Linked DNA regions of Zea mays: regions 2 and 3 are each linked to region 1. The links are chromatin contacts, called in public Hi-C maps. All regions are on one chromosome and are shown on one strand. Each heading gives the region's core, a stretch centred on a gene start, on an enhancer-like site or on the middle of the called end of the contact. The rest is flanking DNA. Distances are from core to core; before and after follow the strand shown. Region 1 holds the start of LOC103641907 (GATA transcription factor 26). Region 2 holds the start of LOC100285441. Region 3 holds the start of LOC100381336 (ELMO domain-containing protein 2).

Region 1 (3,045 bases), core at 173-2,672:
TGGCTTCAGCTTGCTAACTCTGGGTTCATCATCATCAATATTGTCATTGCGATGCATTGGAGTGTAGTTTGCCAATGAACCCTTCGTTCTCCACCTCGAGCCACACGCATTGCAGAGCACCGGCTTATCTGGTGGCCCATTCCGCCACAGCGGAGTACCTGTTCCAGCATTTTGCCATGAGACATCCATCAAAACTGATGCACAAAAATATGCCGGGCATACAAGCTCAGAGTCAATATCACAATTTACATGTAGTAGGAGATGATGCCATGGTAGGGAACATAGAAAACAGGTAATAAACTATACACATTAGCAAGAATGTATCCAGAAGGCATCCTGAAACTAATTACATACATTCTGACTAAACGTTTCAGATAAATGCCTTTAGTGCCTCAATGTTCAGTTCAACTGTACATTCGAATTCTGATTTTATCTGATTGGCAGAAGCAAATGGTTATTTTCTTATTGTAGAATAGGAGTCTGAGCTGCAGCTAATCTCCCATTATCTGCAGAAGTTATATAAGAAGTGTATATCCACCGTAGTCAAAAGGTCTAAATGTGTTCCGTGATAATCTGTTCTCTCAGGTTGAGAATTTTACAACCATATCCACGGACTTCTCTCGAACACTCACAGGCAGTTCACAGACTTCTCTCGAACACTCACAGGCAGTTCAATGAATTCGGACTAGTAACAAACCATCAGCAAAGACACAAAGAACACGGAAACATGAGGAACCCGAGTCCCACGCACTTCAAAGATTTCGTCTGAGTCCCACTTCCCAGATGCATAATTGGGGGAAATCATCCCCAAAAAAGCACTACTTGCTGAGAAACAAAGGGGAAAGGGAACGAAAAAGAGATAAAAATAAATAAATAACAACTGGAACAAATATCTCTAGCTTTATTGAAGAAGAGCTCACTTGTGACTCCGCAATGACGGCAGGGTCCTTGCTTTCCCATGATTGTCTCTGCTCCTCCCACCCCACAGGTGAAGAAGAACGGACCAGAGGAAAATCCCAAGGAAACAAACACGGAAGAAACAAAGCACAAACAAGCAGTTTCGCCTGTACAATTGATTTTTTGAGCAAACGAAAGGGGAAAAAATTAAATATATGTATCTGTATGAATCTCGTCAAACCCAGAGGGGATTCCTGGGGACAATTCCACAGCCCATGGAGTTCCCAAAAACCAAGTCCTGCTTGGTTGGTGTTCTTCCCCCCTTGTTCCTTTCTATTGTTTTCAGTCTTTTAGAGAGAGAGGGGTGAGGAGAGAGAGACGGGGGGAAAGGGGTGGAGAAATAATAGAGGAACGAAGGAATGCAGAAGCAGCGTGGAGGGGATTCACAAAGTCCGGGTGAAAGGCACTCGAGGAGGAATCCAAAAGAATTATAGTTTAAAAGCTGGATGTTTTTATTAACTATAATAATAAAGAGAGATAATCAACTAGGAATTGGGCAAAGCAGGGAAAAGAGATGAGACAGAGAGAAATATTTTTCAGGCCCTGGGGTTGGTTTTTGTTGTGATTTCATTTCATCCAATTTCGTTATTATTCATGTGGATGTGACTATGTTAAAGATTAGGATGTTCCTTTGCACTAGGGATGAAAACGGTTTTGGAATTTTTCGGAATTCCGGAAACCGATTTCGAAAATTTTCGATCGGATTCACCGGTAACGGTATTTTTCGGAAACGGAATCGGTTTTCGGAATTTTCTATCGGAATCGGTATCGGAATCGGCGTGGTGTTTTACCGACCGTTTCCATCGGTTACCGGTTTTTGTCGGAAATTACCGGATTTGTGTCTCGGATTTTTCCGGAATTGTGTCTCGGAATTTTTTCGGAATTTTTTTCGGAATTTTCCAGCATGTGATTTTTTCGCATCGCCTGTACATTTCTGGATAAGGATTGCTTATTTTTGTATTTTTTGGACGCTTTAAGATTTTTTTGGGGTTAGATGGTGTTGGAAGGCAATTGAGATTAACGATTTGGTCTCTCGAACGAATCCATCATTTTCTATGCACATGTTATGTATTAGTAATATATAATGATAGAGAGCCGACAGTCTGTCTTTTTCACACACTAGATTTTAGGGTTTTCCTGTGAGGCTATGAAAAAACCCTTTATGTGAGGAAAAAATATTTCATGAGTAAGCATGTCATGTCAACTAAATCGAGTGGATATTGTGAATTGTGAACTTTGAGTCTGTGAACTTGTGATCTTTATGAACTTGTTATATTGTGAACTTGTGATCTTTGTAAACTTTTTATATTATAAATTTGTGATCCTTGTGAACTTGTTATATTGTGAACTTGTTATATCATGAATTGTGAACTTGTGGTATTTGTGATCTTTTGTCAATTTTGTTTTATTGTGAAGTTTGATACGTTTACCGATCGTATTTTAGATTTTGACCGTTACCGATGTATTTTCCGCACCGAACTTTCGTTTCCGATGTTTCCGAAATACCGATGTCGTTTCCGTTTCCGGAGTTATCGTTTCCGATTTTGTTTCCGATAAAAAATATGGAAACGGTAATGGTTTTAGTGTTTACCGACCGTTTCCGACCGTTTTCATCCCTACTTTGCACTAATGAGTCAGTTTGCTTACCTTTAAAGCCCTCCACTCTGGGTACACTAAAAGAATCTTTTTGCCTTGTGCCATTTGCATCTCACCCCCTCCAGAAAGAGCACATGCTCAACCCAACAAATTCGTGTACCACACTGATACGCTACACGAGCTTAAACTGCTCAACCGGAGATCGATTGTGTATCATGTGAAGTTGACATTGAGAAGTCCATTTTGATAGGTTAGAATAATTTTTATCGGGCACGATGGAATTTGGTGTACGCACTTTAGGCGTGCTATTGCGAGATTATTAGGTGCTCTTTGTAGATTTTTGCTAATTTTCTATCGACTTAGGCCCCGTTTCAATCTCACGGGATAAACTTTAGCTTCCTGCTAAACTTTAGCTATATGAAATGAAGTGCTAAAGTTTAGCTTTAATTATCACCATTAGCTCTCCTGTTTAGATTACAAATGGCTAAAAGT
Region 2 (3,045 bases), core at 295-2,794, 370 kb after region 1:
TAGCTTAAGTTTAGAAGTGGAACCAAATAGAGCCTAAATAACATTTATTATAGTGTCTCCAAGAGAGGCTCTAAATATGACCCTATTTTTAAATATAGAGTTCGAGACCATAAAATATCCTTCAACAACGAAATTTACCAAATGATTATAATATTTGTATTTTCGGGTTCTAAATATTTTCTAAATTATAACTAATTGTTTCCTGATAATATGTTTTATTTCTTAAATAATATCGTTTTATTAGGTCTAACTGTTGGAGTAAAAAATTTGAGGCCCTAAACATCTTAAATATGGTCCTATTTCAAATTTTAGGACTCCGTTTTAGAATTCCTTCTTAAGTCTAGTTTGGTAACAACATTTTCCTAAATGATTCCTATTTTTTAAAGAGAAAATAAACTAATTTTCATTGAAAAATTGAAAATCGCTTGAGAAAAAAGGTTACCAAACTAATACTTAGAGATGCTTAAGGATGTGTTTGGTTGCAATGACAGGACGGGACGGGATGAGACGATCCCTCAAATAAGGTTGTTTGGTTCAGAGTTAAAGGTTAGGACAGTACTATCTCAGTGTTCTCTCTCAAAATTGGAGGAACGAGAGGGGACACCAGAGGACGTCCCTGATTTGGCTGCCCCGCAACCAAACGCACCCTAAGTCATCACAGAAAGCCATGTTTTTTTTCAATGATCGGCAAGGGTTGATGTTTTTGCGCAGTAAACGGCTCGCTGTAGCCGTAAGAATGTGTGCAACAATCTATCAATAGTTTACATAAAAGTATTTATTTGTATTGTAGATTGTACTATTCGTAAAGTAGAATTTAAATATAAATATATGAATGGGTAAGCTGATATAGTCTAAAGGCATGTACAATGGTGTTTAATGTAGAGACTCTTGAGATGTTTAAAGGGAGTATTTGCAAAAAAAATCGTGGAGCCATCTCTTCGTGAAGAGACGCCTCTAGCTCGTAACCCAAGTAGCAACAAACACGTCACTCTCCATTGTACGAAATTGTCGTCTGTTCTATTGATCCGATGCTGTACAAACACATTTACTTCTGTATTTATTAATAGACTACATTTATAGACACTATATTGTATAATTGAGTCTTTTAATTATCTCTTATGTTTGGAGAATCGTTTTGGTGTCTTCTCATTATACATGACTTAACAAAAACAAAAAGAAGGACCACAACCTACAAGAAACAAAGCTGTGTGATCAGTATAAAAGACTAAAGTAAGCTTGTGATTACCGGCGGTAAACGGCTGGCTGTAGCAAGCTATAGGCTATAGCAGCGGAGCAGCCACGCGTTCCACCAGTAAATCTGTCCGTTCCATTAAAATTTCTAAGGGTTAATTTGACAACTTAATTTTATCAAAAAATAATTTAATTTTCTTTAATAAAATATAAATCTTTTAAAGAAAGTTACCAAACTAGTTGTAGAGGTAAAAACTGAGGAGGAAGAAAAGCAAGGGAAGCAAATATCATACGCCCCCACTTCCGACTCCGAGCAGAGCTCCACAACAGTTACCACGCCTTTCGCTTTTTCTTTTGTCCTCCACTCCACTTCCCCTCTTCACGAGAGGAGAGAGAGAGAGAGAGAGAGTGCGTGCGAATGCGGAGTTACTCGGGGACTGGTACGAGCGGAGCAGGGGTGGGCGGTGGGGGAAGCGAGTGGAAGATTGGGAGCCAAGAGCACGGAGAGTGCCCCGGGATCTTCACCTCCCATCATTCGAGGTGACTATTTCTTTCGTTTCAGTTAAGCTTCTCGGATTCGGGATGGTTGCGTCTCTTGTTTGCGAAGGAGATGGGGATGCGCTGGTTTTGCTGGTTATTTTTGGGTGTGTCTGGGAAAGTTCTGAATGCGGTTTGGGTGCATTTTCCGGGTAGCGAACGGGGGATTTCAGGTGTGGTTCTTGGGATTTTGCGTCGGCGAGGGAGTCGTGGGATTTAAGCAACGCAGGAATAATTTGGTGGGTTGTTGTTTTCGCAAGAGAGTAATGTCTAATCCGATGGATTGAAGCATTGAACGGCACTTTTCGTGTTTGCACAGTGTGGAGTTTGTCCTACTTCCGGGAGTTGCTTGGCTTGGTGGCGCCCAGAATTAGTCTGGAAGCAGGTTGGATTCTTGGAACTCTTTGGATTGAGGCGAACGGTTTCCTTCATCTCCTTGCTCCTCGCCCATTTTTTTAGACAATGAAATCCTTGTGGTTCTTGTAGGGTGGAGTGCTGTCTGCGCAGAAATCTGCTCACCGGGTGCCAGGAAACAGGTGGCTGTAGAGAATTGCTTGGGGATTCGTCAAGAAACGACCCAGTAGGTGGTTGTGCACTTGTTATGCTGAGACTGAATGGAGGCTGTAGACAAGATTGCTGAGCCCAAAGACCCTTTTGTGCTCACTGCCCAGAAGGTTCAGAGCTCGGAGCCACCGATACCTATAAAGGCGTCATGTGAAGGGAATGACTCCCAACAGCAAGAAGAGACGGATTTGCCAGATGATGGCGAAGAGAGCTTCCGGAGCATGGATTCCTCTGATGAAGGTGTCCGGAGCTCCTTCTCTGGGGCTAGTCACCCTCCAGAGCCTATTGACATGGATATCATGAAGACAGTCTATGTTGCAATCGACGAGAAGTCCGAGCCACCGGTTAGTTTAGTGCGAGGAGTCTCGGTGAAGGGGCCTTTCATAGATGACCTCTCGATCCGTGTTACAGGCGCAAAGGCAAATCTGGTGGTAGGTGCAGGCGGTGCTGAAGGTATGGCTGAAGAGAGGAAGGTATCTGCTTCTGCAGTGGCATCAGTCACCACAGCAAGGTCGTCTCAGGCTACCTCTTTGCCTCAGGACTCGGAGGAGAAGGAGTGCGTCTGGGACGCTTCACTCCCTCCGAGTGGCAATGTTAGCCCTCACAGTAGTATTGACAGCATGGGTGTGGTCACTGCTATGAGCACCCTCAACAGCTGCACGAGCACATATAAAAGCGAGACCATAGCTGGTGAAGCAATGCTCAATGTGGAGAGGAACTGTGAGAGTGTAAAGGGTGTTCGAGGTGACTTAC
Region 3 (3,045 bases), core at 395-2,894, 260 kb after region 1:
ATTACTGACAATGGTAAGAATTCATAAGCAAAGCGTATGACTGTTGTACATTTGTACCAATTGGCTAATTAATTTGAGGAGTTATACCCTCCTTTAAAAATAATAGGTTGTGCTCTGTTAAAATGATGGATTGAAATATGCAAGTGCCCTCTCCCTGAACCCAAGCATGTACATGCAACGGTACTGTTAAGTATACCGACACATGTTATAGCACACCAGAGTCATCTTGAATTTGAAAAATCCAAAGTTCATCACAGCACAACAGTAACAAAGAACAAATGTGCATTTCAAGTATGATGTTGCATGCTAATGTTAACAAGGTGGTGATATCAGCTAACGCTAGTACCTGATGCTCCAGATTTGAACCATCATACTGCACCTCTATCCGGTTCTGCAACCTATTCAAGCACTCTTCCTGGAACAGAGAATAAACCATAAATGTTCATGTAGGAACTTTCATTGCCCCCATGAATTTTAATAAATAATGGAGGCAATGGCACACAATGTTAATCGCAGAAACATACCCAGTGTCATAACCACTAATGCTACAATGACATGACACTACACTGCTTCATGTTTCCATTATCGCAAAATAAGTAATGAAAATTTCTCTATACGTTTACATCCAAATTGCTCTTTATACGATTTAATATCTCAATTTCTTTTCTCAGAAATCAATCCACAAGGAACAAAGGAAATGTCTCTAACCCCTGCGTCGACATATAGGCTACTAAATTGTGAAACAAAACGAGAACAAGAATTTTTCATCGTCCTATGAATTAGACAACACACAAATTGACACAGTTTTCCTGCTGAAGTGGTGAATCACAATACTAAACATGCATTAGGCTTAAGACAGTACAGCTTCCACAATCGCTTCTATCACGTACGCTCAAAACAGTTTTCCTGTACGTTGCCATGACAATATTGCCAGTTCACATTTAAAACTTTCAGGGGAGGTTTCATCATTCATATTTCAGAATGATCACATGCCACAGGGTTATATCTCGGTTGCTATTTGCTAACGCCCTGTGTCGAAGACATATAAGCAACAAAGGACGGAACGAGAGCGAGCTTTCCACCTGAATGGGACTCAAATCGAAGGACAGGCGCACGTCGCTCTCCCTCCTCTGCGCGCAGACGCATGAAAGCCCCTTACCGAGCCACGCAGTGGACACGCCCACGACCTCAGCTGCGGGCGCACGAGAAAGGGAGGAGAAAAAAAACCATAACCGCCGTGAGCCTCTGCACGCACGAAGGCAAACAGCGTAACCAACCAAACGACGGCGCCGCGCACGTACCCGGGGAAGAGTGGTGACGATGGTGGTGGATGGCGCCACCGGAGAGGCGACGCACGGCGAGGAACGAGCCGGCGTTCTGTTCCATGCCGAACGAACGCGCTCGCGCCCTGCACAGCGCTACGCCTCCTAGGCCTCGGCCTCCCCCCCTCCCCGTGTCTCTCTCCTCCTCCGCGTCTAAGCGCCGCAATCAACGCGGGAACCCATGGCTGGTTGGGGCGGAGGGAGGCCGCAGCTCTCCAATCCTGGCGTGCGCGAGATCCCACGGGCGGATCGACCACGAGGGCTGTCCCCACGAAGGGACGCCCCCGCCCTGTTTTAGCTTTGTTCGTTTGGCTGGCAACTTGGCGCTTCTCTAGTTTGGCCTGGCTTCCGTCCCCGCGAATTATTGCAGTTGCGTTGCGTCGGTGTCAGTTTGAGAAGCCGAGGACGTTTTTGGCGTAGAAAGCAACGTTCCCTTCCTAGGCAGTGCCAGTCTCCCAGAGCCTTTCAAGCAAGGTGGATGCTGAAAGATGGGCCGTGGGCGTATCAGATGAATGTCTTTAGTTCAGGTTGCTATGCCGTGTTTAACCCTAAGACAGGACAGGAGCGAGATCTGAATTTCACTGATGAATATGATGTTAAGAGACAAATCAGTTTATCAAAGACGAATAGAATATGTCAAAGACAGATCAAGGCCATCAACCTTTTCACCAAATGGGCGAATATCCAGATCAGATGTATGTTGGGTTGATGTACAACTTTATCAGTTATGTTATCTTTCACACTACGTACAGTAAAAAGGTCTTATTCGACCCTCTTTTATATAGGGCTAGTTTGAAAACTCAAATCCCGTTCGGGATTGAAGGGGATTCGAGAGGAAATTAGTTCATTTCCACCTCAATCTCCTCCAATCCCGAAGAGGATTCGGAGTTCCCAAAGTAGCCTATAGCGTACATTAAAAGGGCATAGACGAGTACACGAACCGATATGTATCGATACGACGATACCTTCTCATCCCTGCATGTATATCTGGTCTGATCCTACACAGTTAGTGAGGAAAAGCACCACTGCCACCGCTACACCCGACTTACACCGACCGTCGGGGCCTCCTCTATATATGGCATCCTCCTCTAACCTCGAAAGTGATATAAGCATGATGACTATGGCATAAGAGAGCACATATTTAAGATGACCAATTTTGCAAATAAACGTATGTCCTTCTATATGGGATTGAAGAAAGCTTTGTTGTCCACTTAATATTAGTCTCACTATCTAAAGAGTTTGAGACTTTTGTAGTGAATTACAACATGAGTCCTCAAAAGTGGTCAATTAAGAAGCTTATTATACCCAACAAGAGGACATATTTAAGGCTATGAAGGGTGACAATGTAAATCTCATTAAGCAATCACTCTAGAAGAAGCAATACCCTAAGAACCCTTTTGACTCACTTCAAGAATTAGGGCTACCCCAATCAAGAGAATTATTAGGGTAAGAAATTCATGTTTCACCAAACAAGAACATGTTCAAATGGGGAAAGGCCATTCACAAAGTCACATAACAAGGAAGCAAGTTTTAGTGAAGAAAGATCATTTTCTGCATCCCATCCTAGAGAGATGGATGATGACACATGCAGATGTTATCGCCTAGAACAAAAGGGCATCATATGAAGGACCTGTTCTAAAGTGGCTAAACAAGAATAGTATGGATAAAGTTATATTTATAGATAAACCTTTGTGTTTAGATTTTGCCAACTAATACTTAGTAG

What was found. A called contact is a pair of places that touch in the nucleus more often than the background predicts.
Region 2: a Hi-C map of leaf shows a contact between it and region 1, with 6 times the contacts expected there. The contact joins the promoter of LOC100285441 here to the promoter of LOC103641907 in region 1. A contact is called at or near these places in 2 of 25 Hi-C or Micro-C datasets (ear and leaf).
Region 3: a contact with region 1 is called in a Hi-C map of ear, with 2.2 times the contacts expected there. The contact joins the promoter of LOC100381336 here to the promoter of LOC103641907 in region 1. A contact is called at or near these places in 4 of 25 Hi-C or Micro-C datasets (ear, leaf and tassel).

Annotation. Positions count from the first base shown.
Region 1 is chr10:136,696,755-136,699,799 of Zm-B73-REFERENCE-NAM-5.0, forward strand. LOC103641907 (GATA transcription factor 26) reads right to left here and starts at 1,423. Exons shown (of 8, transcript XM_008665218.4): 1 at 921-1,423; 2 at 1-158. The coding sequence starts at 960.
Region 2 is chr10:137,065,000-137,068,044 of Zm-B73-REFERENCE-NAM-5.0, forward strand. LOC100285441 reads left to right here and starts at 1,545. Exons shown (of 3, transcript NM_001158334.1): 1 at 1,545-1,731; 2 at 2,215-3,045. The coding sequence starts at 2,343.
Region 3 is chr10:136,953,412-136,956,456 of Zm-B73-REFERENCE-NAM-5.0, forward strand. It overlaps LOC100381336 (ELMO domain-containing protein 2), which reads right to left and starts at 1,645. Exons shown (of 9, transcript NM_001174204.2): 1 at 1,302-1,645; 2 at 1,083-1,192; 3 at 347-415. The coding sequence starts at 1,386.